2 separate regions of the Danio rerio genome follow, and region 2 is linked to region 1. The links are chromatin contacts, called in public Hi-C maps. All regions are on one chromosome and are shown on one strand. The core of a region is the stretch at or near the end of the contact, and the rest is flanking DNA. Distances in the headings are between cores, read along the strand shown. Region 1 holds the start of bcl2l16 (BCL2 like 16). Region 2 overlaps adgrd2 (adhesion G protein-coupled receptor D2).

Evidence for each region. A called contact is a pair of places that touch in the nucleus more often than the background predicts.
Region 2: a Hi-C map of an unstated tissue shows a contact between it and region 1, with 1.8 times the contacts expected there. The contact joins the enhancer-like site here to the promoter of bcl2l16 in region 1. A contact is called at or near these places in 2 of 18 Hi-C or Micro-C datasets (caudal fin and an unstated tissue).

The regions. Positions count from the first base shown.
Region 1 is chr8:62,658,012-62,664,771 of GRCz12tu, forward strand. It overlaps bcl2l16 (BCL2 like 16), which reads left to right and starts at 2,016. Exons shown (of 3, transcript NM_001172402.1): 1 at 2,016-2,130; 2 at 4,123-4,475. The coding sequence starts at 2,016.
Region 2 is chr8:62,692,634-62,700,055 of GRCz12tu, forward strand. The region is part of intron 2 of adgrd2 (adhesion G protein-coupled receptor D2); the gene reads left to right. It overlaps fgf17 (fibroblast growth factor 17), which reads right to left. Exons shown (of 5, transcript NM_214808.1): 3 at 4,183-4,363; 4 at 2,208-2,314. Among named protein-coding and RNA genes, the nearest start is that of fgf17, 5.8 kb to the right of the region's middle. Within about 2 kb of position 4,253, at least 6 of the 62 cell types and tissues checked have an H3K27ac peak or open chromatin away from gene starts, as enhancers often do.

The DNA.
Region 1 (6,760 bases), core at 766-3,265:
TTCTGTTTTTCATTAAGCGCCATCTAATGTCAGGGAGAGGTATTGCATGTTCACTCAGATCACCGCTCTCGCAAATCTGCGCTTAATCCTTTATCCTAATTTTCTGGAACTTTTTTGTTTATTTTTCTTGGACTTTTTTATACCACAAGCTCCATATATATTTAAAAAAATCCTCCATTGTTGATGTTTTATGTTCCATTTAAAACTCTGCCTGTTTGTAATGAAAGCACTTTTTGAGAAAGAACTTCCAAATTAAAAGCCATAAAATCTTTTTTTCACCCCTCCAAAATATACTACTCTATTACAATGCAGAATAGCCTGAAATTACTCTGAAAGCATACGTTATAAACAAACACACACTGTATAGGCACAGAAAGGTTATGAGCGCCTCTTGTCCGAGTGTTACTGCGTGTGGAGTATTTATAGCTGTACCCATGAAGAGTCTTAGTGTCATTGGATAACTGTTCATGCACTGGATCTGTTACAGACAACAGAAGGAAATATAATCAACGACAGCATGCACATGTGATCGGTTCCCTCTTGAGAATCTCCAGTTGTATGTTGCACTTCTGTCAGCTGTTAAATGATCCCAGTTGTTTGGTCATGGCATGATTCACGTCTGTGAGAAAAGGGTAAGTCAACGGGCCTTTCATTTTGGCGTGTGTGAACTTCAGATTTGCTTTGGTTGATGATCATGTTCTACAATCTGGACATTTACATTATGATGATAATCTTGTCATGTTAACTTGTTTTATTTCTTTGAATGTTGCAGCTGCTTCTAGAAAGGTGACAACAAGAATTTCAACTAGAAAAACAAGGAAAAATCTACTTTAATTTATATATGCCATGTTTATAGTATTCATGTTGGTTTTGAAAATGTAATTTCTTTTTTTAAGAAAAGTTCCTTATTATTATAATAATATAATATAATATAATATAATATAATATAATATAATATAATATAATATAATATAATGTAATATAATGTAATATAATATATTTTTTATTAAGATTTTTCATGTACAATGCATGACATTTTATTTTCTAAACAATTTTAAATGTATTGTTGTAGTGATGTAAATAAATGATTTTTGATTAATTGTTTGGGGGGAAGTGATTTTCAGGTCAGATTATTTCATATTTCATGATAATTTTCAATTTACAACCATAATAACTATAATATTGAAAATGCAGGGTTTGAACGTGTTCTTTACATATTTTCTGTTTTTAAGAATTTATTTATTATTTTTCAGACCCTCCAAGATGCCAAAGGTTCTTGAGATACAAAAAAAAAACAAATGTTTTAGTAATTTTCATTGCACAACACAAGAATTTAAGCAACCATTAACATAAGTTTTGAGAAAAGCTGTAACAAAATCATTTTAGTTTGGAAATATATTAACAAAATATCTCCAAAATCCTGGAGGGACTGTATTTTTTTATTTATTTTTTGGGGGGGGCTTAAATGTTTGCCATTGTGTAGTTAATTTCTTTAATTATTTAAAATTCGTTTTTTTTTGGGCTGTTTTTTCAAATAACAAACATTTTGTAAATAAATAAATAAATGCAAAAAAAAAATAATATCCAACATTATTTCTATTATTTTTTTAAGAATTAATAAATATATATTTTGAAAACAAATATTTAAATACTAAACATAGAAGATGTGAATTAAAATTTGAGTATTTTATTTTATTTATTTTATTTTTATTATTATTATTATTATTATTATTATTATTATTATTTTCCAAGTACTGGGATGGCTGGAAGAGCATCCGCTGCGTAAAACATATGCTGGAAGAGTTGGTGGTTCATTCCGCTGTGGTGACCACTGATAAATAAGGGACTAAGTTGAAGGAAAATGAATGAATGAAACTCTGAAAACTGATCTTGAGTTTTCTTTTCATAGATCTGGATAATCAGAACACGCAGCTTATATAGATGACAATGGCATGGATGGAGACCTAAACACAACATTCGGACATTTAAAGTTTGACCTGTGTGTATCTGAGCTGATGGGACGGTCAGACGACGCTGTGATTGGTCGAGGCCTGAACAGTCCAGATCCACTAGTGCGTGAAGCTTTTCTGATGGCGTACGACTACATCAGCTACGTGACAGCCAAACCAGGTTATAGTTTTGTTGTATTATTTTAAAATTTGCGTTACGCTGTAAAAAAATATCTGCTAATTAATAGTGTTTTTGGGTTTATTTGTGGTTGTGAGTTGCATTATGGGATGTTGATCTCTGCTCTGTTCTCTGTTGATGTAGAAAATTCAACTCTGTCGTTTAACAAAGTGACTTTTACTAACATTTTAGTAGTTGGAGATAATATAATGTATAAAAAATAATATCTAGAGAAATGAGTGTAGAAAATAAGAGAAAATGTGCTGCAGTTTATTACAAGGTGTTTGTAGTGTAATGTACAACACCAACCCAAACAATATAGCACTGCACACTATTACACGTCAATAAAAGTCACTTTTTCCAACTTTTCATGGTTAAAAGTTGTTGGAAGAAAGATCAAGATGCTATAATGTAATTCATAAGTAGAAATAAAGTGGCAAAAATAAAAACATGAATCATAAAAATACGGAAAACTGATCATTTAGGGATATTTTTTACAGTATAGACTTGAATTTTCATCAAAAGTGGACAGAGTAGAGAACAACATCCCATAAAGCAATTCACAACTGGAAATAATGTTTAACTATACAGGGGTGCGTTGCCCAAAATCATGGTTAGCCAACTAAGGTCGCAAGTTTCAGCGTTACAAACATAGTTTGTTAATTTGCCGTTTCCTAAATCAGTAGCTACAACGTACATTCACAAACTGCGTCGCAAACTTGAGCACTGGCAACTACACCTCTGGAGCTGTAGTTAGAAACATAGTTTCTGGCTGTGTTCTATTGCCACTTATCCCCCCCTGTGCCCTATTCATTAAGAACATCCTAACATTCAAAGTTGGAGTTATTAAAAATGAAAAAGCATTAAGGTCATCTCTCTTTGTAATTTGCTTCCAAACTATTTTTACAGTTCAGTTTTAACGATCTTCATATTTACAATCGTGCTCCCTTCACAGTGCACTTTGAAAACATTTTGAACACAGCCTCATAATGAAAGCTATAGGTGACGTATTATTTAAAAGTGGTGTTTACTAATTTATGTGACGTCGCCAAAGTTTGTGAAAACAAAAAGCTGACGTTAATTCTTATAACTTATAATGGGTTATTTATTAAGTATCTGTACTGTATATGACATGGGCCTGCTGGGTAGAACATTTCTGCAGTGGTTTAAATGTGTTAAATTGTAAAAGTAGACTTAAAAAAAATAAATAAATAAATAAACAATTACCTACATAATAATAATAATAATTAAAATTATTGATAATAATAATAATAATAATTATTATTATTATTATTATTATCATCCTCATCATCACAATAATCATTAATATTACTATTAAAGTGTGTTTTTTTTCATTACTAATAAATAATAATATTATATTTTATTTCATAATAAATAGCCTCATTATTTATGTATTTATATATGATATTAGAATATGTGTTAGCTTTTGTAAGCGATTTAGAATAGAATATGTAATGTTCAACTTCTCAATAATATTAGTAAAGCAAACCATATGTGGCATTTACATATATTTCAGTTAATATGGAAAGCGAGTGCATGTTTTTAAATTTATTTTAAATGCGTGTGCGTGTAAAGCAATATAATTTGCACAAAGAAGTTATGGGTTTTTCTCTAAAGAAGTAGTTCCTCCACCCCGTTTAGAGCATCATTATGGGCGCTTTACAGCATAACTAACGTGGTTCAAGCCATGGATCTGCGATAGAGAAACTACGGGTTTTGGGAAACACTGGTCACTACATCGTTCTTTTCTCCATTTCTGTTTAGTTCTATTATGACTTCTGTCGTATTAAGGTCATCAAAAATCTCTGTTTACATCGTAGACTCTCAATCAGAGTATTGTCTTATTAAAATTGTATTAAAATCAGCGGATTTGGTTTCCATGTAGACTGTGAACGATTTTTTTATCTTCATTGTTATCGTGCTCAATGTTGCCTTTAGTTTTCGTTTGCTAAAATATCCTTGTGTCCAAACTAGGCGTCCCGTTGTGTCCGGCACCTTCCCGTGCTTCCGCTGCCCTGCGCCACGCTGGAGACGAGCTGCTGATCCGCTTCCCGATCTTCTTTCGCCGCTGGCCGAGAGTTTTCCAGGACGTGACGGAGCACACGGCCTGCCCCACGCTGCTCTCCATCCTGGACGAACACTTCGCTCCCACGAGGCGCAGGGATCTGGCCTGGAGCGCCGTGCTGTCGGTGTTCGTTCTGGCTGGTCAGCTGGCTCTGCACTGCCAGGACAGGGGCATGGAGGACATCACGCCGCAGATACAGGAGTGTGTGGGCAGCTACGTGGAGAGGGTCATCTGCCCCGAGATCCGGGACAAAGGAGGATGGGTGAGTGGCACTGAAGATCAGCTGAAATACAGTTTTTTAGATGTTAGTTTCAGTCTGTTCGTTTTTAAATACGTATGAAATCCAAACTAACCATATTGATTTTGTTCGCTCACATTGCTAGTTTTGTGCTGAACGATTCATGTGTGCTGGTCATTGAGACAAAATAATAGTTTGCCCTTGTAATCTAAAATTTAAATCTTTAAATGCACTTCCTGTTTGTTCTCAGTTAAATTCTCAGATCAGGGCTGTTTCTCAATATGCGTTCTTGCCTGTACTTGCGTTCTTGTGTCCTCGTAAAAACGTCATCAGCCATCGCTGAACTACTGTTACTGTGTAAATTCTTGTTTTGGTCGCAGAGTCCGGACACTAGCCCTGTCTTGTCCTGTCCTGTTGTGCTCGGCTCGGGTTTTCTTGGGTCGAGCACTTGTTTTGTCATGGGCTGTTTCTCAATTCCAAGAACGCAAAGAACGGACTTGCGTTCTTGTGGAGAGCGGTCTTGCCAGGTGTCGTCAGAAGAACGAACTCGGGGGACCACGAGGGCAGAGAACGCGTCCTTTGAGAAATGAGATGCTGCATTCTTCCTGATGGTCACATGACCTTCACGCGTTTTTAATGGTAAATTATTTAAACATTACAGCATTCATACAATGATATATTGTTTTTCCCTTTTTCAAAATATATACTTCGCATAAAAACATTATAAATACACTCTGCACTATATAAATAAAACAGATTTTAATATGAATTTCACACCCTTATTGTGTTTATTCCTACATTAAGATGTCCATGTTAATGTTTACTTTCACCATCTCATTTAGGGAAACTCCTGAGGTAAATAAGTTATATCTCGGAACTTTAATAATAAATCTAGATAAAATGCTGCGCTTCCCACCTCGCAATGACTTCTGGGACTTCCAGAGCGAGTTCGGTGCTCAAGTCTGCATCGGTGCGTCCTCGATATCAAGATCACATCCGGGAAGTTTCACGCGTCCTCCGTACTTGCGGTCTTGAGTATTGGAACTGAACTTAGGCAGCTGATGATGACGTTTCACGAGAACACGAGGACGCAAGACCGCTGAAGAACGCATATTGAGAAACAGCCATTGTGTGTGCGTCTCTGTATGAGCGCCCTTTGTGAACGCGGTTGGATCGTGCGTGTCCCCGCGTGATGCGAGCGTGTGAGGTCTTTGCGTATTTGCAATCTCCCGTCCAGGTGTTCACGTTTGTCTGCAGCGTGGTGTTTCATTCCCAGCGTCTCAGTCCAGTTGGTTTCGGTCGTCGCTGGGATGGAACATGCAGTTGCGTGTGTGAGTGCACAGTGAGTGTTTTCATCCATCGTGTGCTCGTGTCTTGCGTTCAGTCTTCTGATGGTGTTGTGTTTAGCACGTGGTGCTTGTGTTGTCATTTGAACATGTGGTTAATGAGTTCTTTCATTGGCTGCGTCTTCTTGTCCTGTTTCTACTTCCTGCTTTGCTACTATTCGGACGTCTTTGCCCACTGCTCCGCTCTTCGCACTCTTGCTTTTATGTCTTATACCCTAATTTTAACTTGAGCCTATCAGCACAGTGCTCAAACAACATGGCTTGAAGATCAGCATCGATTCTACAAACTTTCTGGAATATAGCTTTACTAACAAGAGGGAAACCAAATCTCCTACCACAGCTATGCTGATGACACTCAGATCTACCTAGCCTTACTGCCTAATGACTACAGCCCCATTGACACCCTCTGCCAATGCATTGATGAAATGAGCAATTGGATGTGCCAAAACTTTCTTCAGTTAAACAAAGAGAAAACTGAAATGATTGTGTTTGGAAACAAAGATGAGGTTCTCAAGGTAAATGCGTACCTTGGCACTAAAGGTCAAACGACAAAAAATAAGGTCAAGAATCTTGGTGTGACTCTGGAGTCAGATCTGAGTTTCAATAGTCATGTCAAAGCAGTCAGTAAATCAGCATACTATCATCTCAAAAACATAGCAAGAATCAGATGCTTTGTTTCTAGTGAAGATTTAGAGAAACTTGTTCATGCTTTTATCAGCAGCAGGGTGGATTACTGTAATGGACTCCTCACTGGTCTTCCTAAAAAGACAGTCAGACAGTTGCAGCTCATCCAGAACGCTGCAGCCAGAATTCTAACCAGAACCAGGAAATCAGAGCACATCACACCTGTCCTCAGGTCTCTACACTGGCTGCCAGTTACATTCAGAATAGATTTTAAAGTATTATTACTGGTCTATAAATCACTAAATGGCCTAGGACCTAAATACATTACAGATATGCTCA
Region 2 (7,422 bases), core at 3,003-5,502, 37 kb after region 1:
TAATTCGTATGAATTCGTACAATCTAATTCGTACAATTTAGTACGATTTGCTTATCCCCCAATGACGGATGGGGTTAGGGGTGGGGTCAGGTGCCACGCCTCCTTTTTAAAATCGTACCATTTCGTACGACTGAACTCGTACGAATTAGCCACTAAACTGGCAAAACGTAAAATACTTAAGTTTTCTCGTGAGATCAGGCTGGAGTATCTGACTTCAGCAGTGTATTTCAGAAGTTATGAATGTCCACTGAGCATGTTTCTGAATATCTGCTCACATATGATGCTGCTTTTCTGCTATGGAAGAGTCAAACACTCACATACAGCATGCTTTAAAGTTCTTGACTGTTCATGAAAGCATGGGAACCCTATACAATATTTGTGCAGATTATGCAGAGTGTTATGATGTGCAATATAATGCTAAAAAGTGTTTTGTGACATGATATGTAGAGATTCAAATTATGAATCAAAAAAATCAAGTAAATTTATTAACGTAACTCATAAACGTTTAGACCAACACAAGTGTTTGTAATTAATTAATTCGTTTGTTTTATCTTTTAACTTTTCCTATGGGGTGGCGCAGTGGGTAGCGCTGTCACCTCATAGCAAAAAGGTTGCCGGTTCCAGCTTCGGTTGGGTCAGTTGGCATTTCTGTGTGGTGTTTGCATGTTCTCCCTGTGTCCGTGTTGGTTTCCTCCGGGTGCTCCGGTTTCCCCAAGTCCAAACACATGCGCTGTAGGGGAACTGATGAACTGAATTGGCCATAGTGTATGGATTAGTGTGTGAATGAGTGTGTTTCCCAGTGATGGGTTGCAGCTGGAAGGGCATCCCCTGTGTAAAACATGTGCTGGAATAGTTGGCGGTTCATTCCGCCGTGGTGACCCCTGATGAATAAAGGCACTAAGCCAAAAAGAAAATGAATGAATGAACTTGTCGTGATCATAACATCTCCGCTGACATGATGGAGAATTAAACCGCTTTCATTATCTTCACAACATTGTTTTTCCAGATATTAGTTGAATAATCACAGATTTCCAGCAAGAACTGAAAGTGTATATAAGTGAACGCATGTGTGTGTGTGTGTGTGTGTGTTATTGTTCAGCAGCGTCTGTCAGCACAGAGACACACTCATCTTCTGCTCCCAGCAAACACACCGAGATGAAGACATTTTTTCCACATCCGTGAAGGAAAAGTAGGCTTGACATCTGAACGGGTGTGAAAACCGTTTCCTCTACAGATTCAGCCAAACTCCCTTCATGCCTTTCACTCTCTGAATGCTCTTTTCTGCCAACGTTCGGGCTACACTGTAAAAATATCTGTTAATTCAGTTTTTATCATTCCTGATTCGCATGTGTTTTCTGTTTATTTGCGGTTGTGAATTGCATTATGGGATGTTGATCTCTGCTCTGTCCACTTTTGATGATGAAAATTCAACTCTACAGTTTAACAAAGTGACTTTTAGTAGAAATAATATAATGTGTAAGAAATAATATCCAGAGAAATAAGTGTGTAAAACCACAAAATGAGCTGCAGTTTATTACAAGGTGTGTGTAGCGTAATATACAACACCAACACAGACGATATAGCACTGCACACTATTACACAAGTCAATAAAAGGCACTTTTCACAACTTTTTTTAAGAGTTAAATGTTGTTGGAAGAAAAATGCACATCCCATAATGCAATTCAAAATCATAAAATAAACTGGGAAAAACAAAAACATGAATTACAAAAGACAGAAAGCTGCTCATTTACAGATTTCTTATACTGTGTACGTTTAAAAATGTGTGCTTTTACTTGAATACAGGTTTAGTGCAATTCACAGGAGGGCTGATAATACTGTCCTAAACTGTGTTATCTAATAACGAACGACATTATACACTGAAAAAATGATTAATTAAATTGACCATTTTTTCAAGGTAAGTGGCTGCAAACTAATATGTAGGCTGAATTTAAACAAACAAATTAAGTTAAACATTACTACATTTATTTTGTTTGTCTAGCCCATTACAATTGTTTTGCACCGTTTACCTTTAAAAAACTGAATGTTTTTATTCAGTGTGTGTTATTATAAATATCTTCAGCTTAGGACAATCATGCAATATTTTCCAAGATCTAAACTGAACGTGAAAAGTGTACAATCTACTGTACTGAAAAATCTGATGCCCAACACTGATAAAAGACATTTGTGACCAGTGAAAAATAACGCACCTTGCCCACCAGTTTGCCTCTGCGGTTCATGCACAGGTATCTGCCGCTCTCGGCTCCTTTAATGCGAACACGACTGCCAAAGGTGTCCGTCTCCACGTACAGTCTGGCTGTAAAAAGCAGAGCGACGGTTTCAGAGACTTTAAACATTTGTCAGAACTGCTGACAAGATGATGAAAAGAGGCAAAGATTACCTCAACGTCTCATTTAAAAACTTGCTGGTGCTCTTCTGCTTGTGTTAATGGCCTTATATGAAGCTAATATGTCAGAAACACTTTATTTTGATGGCCCCTATTGCACATTTTGTTGACTAAAAGTTGCATTGCAACTACACACCTTCTCACTTAGGTATTAGTAGACTGCTTAATATCTGCTGATGCTGCTCCTTTAACAGACATTTAACTGACTATAAGAAACTTGTCAATTAACCGTAACCCCATCTAACAGTCTACTTATAATGGAATGAGAATTAGTTGGCATGTAGATGCAGGGTAACTTAAATTCAACAAAATGTGTTAAAGGGACCATCAAAATAAAGTGATACCAATATATCTTTCAACACTGAATACAAAGATATAAATAATAATAATACAAATAATGAGCAAATACAGAAAGAAAGAAAGAAAGAAAGAAAGAAAGGTTAAAAAATGAAAAAAGAAAGAAAGAAGACAGCAAAAAGAATGATAAATGATGAAAAAGAAAGAAAGAGCAAAGAATTAAAGAAAAAGACAGAAAATGCAGGAAAAGGAAAGAAAAAAAAGAAAGAAGTAAGAATGAGGGAGGAAAAAATAAAAACAAAAGAAGTAAAGATAAAAAAGAAAGGAAGAAAAGGAAGGAATGAAGGAACAGGAAAGACTGAAGCAAGAAAGAGGAAAAAGTTAAAGAAAAAGAAATTAAAAAGAGAGAAAGATGGATAGAAAGAGCAAAGAGAGAAAACAAGAAATAATGTAAAAAATGATGAAAGGTGAAAGAAAGAAAGAAAGAAAGAAAGAAAGAAAGAAAGAAAGAAAGAAAGAAAGAAAGAAAGAAAGAAAGAAAGAAAGAAAGTTGAGTAAGAACGAAAAGGAAAGAAAATTAAGAAAAAATTAAAGAATAAAAGAGCAAAGAAAGTAGGAAAGAGGAAAGAAATTATTGAAGGAAAGAAAGAGTAAATAAATAATAAAGACAGCAAAAAATGAAGAAAGGAAGGAAAAGGAAAAGAATGATGAAATGAAAAAGAGAAAAAGAAGAAATGAATGAAGCAAGAGTAACATTTAGAAAAAAGATAGAAAGATAAAAAACAAAGAAAGAAAAATAAAGCAAGAAAGAGAAACAAAAAAAGAAAGAAAGTAAAGAAAAATAAAGAAAAAGCAAAGGATGAATGAAGGAAAAGAATGCAGAAAGAAAAAGGGGAAAAAGGAATGATCAAAAAATGAAGAAAAATAAAGCACGAGGAAAAATAAAAAATTAAGAAAGTAAGCAAGAAAGAACGGAAAGAAGGAAGGAAAAAGGAACGAATGAGGAAAGAAGAAAAGAATTAAGCAAAAAAGAGAAAAAATAAGATTTTAAAAGAAAGAAAAGGAAAAAAAATAAAAAGCGAAGAAATAAAATTAAGAAAGAATGTAAGAATAAAAGAGCAAAGAAATAAGGAAAGATGACAGAAATACAAGAAGCTTTATATTTATTTTAAAAATAATTTTACTTGACCTTTTGTAAAGCTAAAAGCTCAACAGCTCGTGTTAAACAGTTAAAGTTCACCTATTTAACATTGTGTTATCTGGGTTTCTGGAAGCCCATAATCAGCCAATCCTCCATTCAGTCTCATTTCCCTTTGCTGTTTAAAGCTAATTAACATCCTAATCAACACAAAAGACAAACGATTAATCCTATTGAAGCACCCGTCAATGACGCAATCAATCATCCGCCGATTCAGCGCCATCACCCGCACCGAAACCCGGCCCGAATGACTCGATCAGCGGGCAGAGAAAACGCGGCTCACCGTAAGAGTTTCCGTCGTCCGCGGTGGCGCTGACCCGGTGTCCGCGGATCTGCACGTGTTTCCCGCTGGTTCTGCTGTACAACTGGTAGACTCGAACCTGCCGCCGGCTCAGCTGGTCCGTCAGGGAGCCCTGTTCCCTCACATACTGCTTAAAATTAGGAGAAGGGTGATTCTTCTCCCCCTTTTTCGGTGCAAAGGGAAAATAAGATCACATACACAGTTGAAGTCTAAATTATTCGCCCTCCTGCTGCATATGCATTGTTCTTTTTTAAATATTTCCCAAATGATGTTTAACAGAGCGGGGAAATTTTCACAGTAATTCCTATAATGTTTTTTCTTATTATTTGTTTTATCTCGCCTAGAATAAAAGCAGTTTTTAATTTAAAAAAAAACATTTTAAGGTCAATATTATTAGCCCCTTAAGCATTTTTTGCATCGTCAGAAGAAACCACTGTTGCAGGCAAGTAACAAGGGGTGTTCGGATAGTTCAAAAGACCCACTCCAACTGACAAAGTCTACAATTTGGCCACTATATCAAATAGTGAGCTCATTTGTCCTATTTTTGACAGCATGCCATTAAACATTGTGAAAATAACAGACAGGTGAAGGCTTTAAGACAACTTAAATAATTAATTATTATTAAAATGGACAAAATCTGACTGAGGAAATGAGCTGGCTCGTTAGTTATTTGGATATGGGCTACAGTTTTCAGTTAAAACAAGTTTGAACACATTCTTAATAGTTTATTTTTTTAATTATGGATGATAATTAATTAGCATTTTAAATTAAGTATTTTGTAATATTTCTTTGTTCAAAAAGTTTAGGTTAAAATTGTAATCTCATTACATTATTTATAAAACTGTGATAACGCAATGCACATTTGTAAACACATTTTTTTTTGTAAACATATAATAGAATAGTAAGCACAAAAATATAGCAAATATTTTAGTTACGTCAAAAAGTGTGGAAATGATAAACATCAACAAGCTAATCCAACAAAAATTATTGCTTAAAATGTCACTAAAATGCAGTATTTGAACCTCATAATTTGATAGAATAACTGTGAAAAGGTTCACCTATTTTAATAGGCTGCTATGACTTGTAATCACCTGCTTACACAGTAAAAAATCAATGAACAGTCACAGTGTTTTGGGTTTATTTACAGTTGTGAACTGCATTATGGGATGTTGATCTCTGCTCTGTCCACTTTTAATGTTGAAAATTCAACTCTGCAGTTTAACAAAGTGACTTTTATTGACAATTTAGTAGTTTGAAATAAGAAATAATGGTCACACTTTAAAAATAAGGTTTCAATTCATCTACTTATATGAACTAATAATGAGCAATACTTATACAGCATTTATTTATGATCGTTCAACATTTACTAATGCATTATTAACAGCAACATTCATGATTGTTACACCGCAAAAAAATCCTGGTTGCCTCAAATTTTTAAGCCGAATCAAATTAACTGTATGAGTACATTGAACTTTTATTATGTTAAACTGACCTAGAACAGCTTGTGTAACTTATAAAATTAGGTAAGAACGTGATTAACTTAGTTTAATAAGTTATAATGGCCTAAAAACATAAGCTGTCAGGACTAATTGATCGTATAATTTTTACAGTGTAGCATTAGTTAATGCATTGCGAGTTAACATGAACTAACAATGAACAACTTAACTAACATGAACAAATACTGCAATAAATGCATTGTTCATTGTTTGTTCATGTTAGTAAATGTATTAACTAATACAACCTTATTGGAAAGTGTGACTAAAATATTATAAAGAGGAGTGTGCAAAATAAGAGAAAATGTGCTGTGCTTTATTACAAGGTTATTGTAGAGTATAAACAGCACCAACCCAGACAATAAAGCACTGCAAACTATTACACAAAAAGTCACTTTTTAAGGTTAAAAGTTGTTGGAAGAAAGATCAAGATCCCATAATGCAAATTCAAAAGCAGAAATAAACAAAAAAAAATAAAAACATGAATCACATGTCACTTAAAGCTGAATATCTTGAAGAATATCTTGTCAAATATTATGTGCTGTCTGTCATCATGGCAAAGAGAAAATAAATCAGCTATTAGAAATGAGTTATTAAAACTATTATGATTACAAATATGTTGAAAAATCTCTCCGTTAAACAGAAATTAGGGACAAAATAAGCATATAAAAAATAAAATTTAACAGAAGGGCTAATAATTCTGACTTCAACTGTATTTCTCCCACATAAAAAAATTGTAATTCAATGTAAATATCTACTATAGTGTTGTATGGCCTATACACTCCAGCCCACACATTGGGTTATAATACTGTTCACAATTAAGTTGTATTTGTATAAGCTGTCCATATTTGACACAAAGTTTAGTTATGACAACCATATTTTATAATCATCCATTTTCCTTTGGCTTAGCCATTTTATTAATCTGGGGTCACCACTCGGCAACGAACCGCCAACTTATCTAGAATGTGTTTTACACAGCGGATGCCTTTCCAGATGCAACTCAGTACTGGGAAACACCCATACACTAACTCATACACGGCCAATTTAGCTTACTCAATTCACCTATAGTGCATGTGTTTGGACTGTGGGGGATCCGGAGAAAACCCACGCCAACATGGGGAGAACATGCAAACTCCACACAGAAACGCCGACTACAGGGCTTGAACCAGCGACCTTCTTGCTTTGAGGCTAACCACTGAGCCACCGTGTCACCCTACAACTATTATACACTCTAAAAATGCTGGGTTGTTGTTGTAACCCAACTTTAGGTCAAATACGGACAAACACACAATGGAAAAATGACAAAATCAAGACAACAAATATTTGTATGTATTTTTAACTAAGTCAATCCGGTTTCAAATGAATTTTTTAAGTTATACAAAGTTTACCTTAATATTTGCCCGTCAGTTTGTTTGATGTAAGTTGACACGACTATCAAAGTAAGTTTGAATTAGCTTAAAAATTAAGACAGCAAGAATTTTTAACAATTAATTTGTATTAATTAAATTTAAATTGCACTTTTTTTAAACCCAAAGATTGGATTTGTTCAGTTTTGACCCCATGCTGGGTTACAACAACCCAATGTTTTTAGAGTGCATAATAGTGGTAGAAAACTGCAGCATTCATTCATTTACATTACTGTAATTGTTGTGTTCAATAGCAACTGCAGGATTATCTTAACTGTACTTTAATATACACTGTAAAAATCCTGGTTGCCTTACATTTTAAG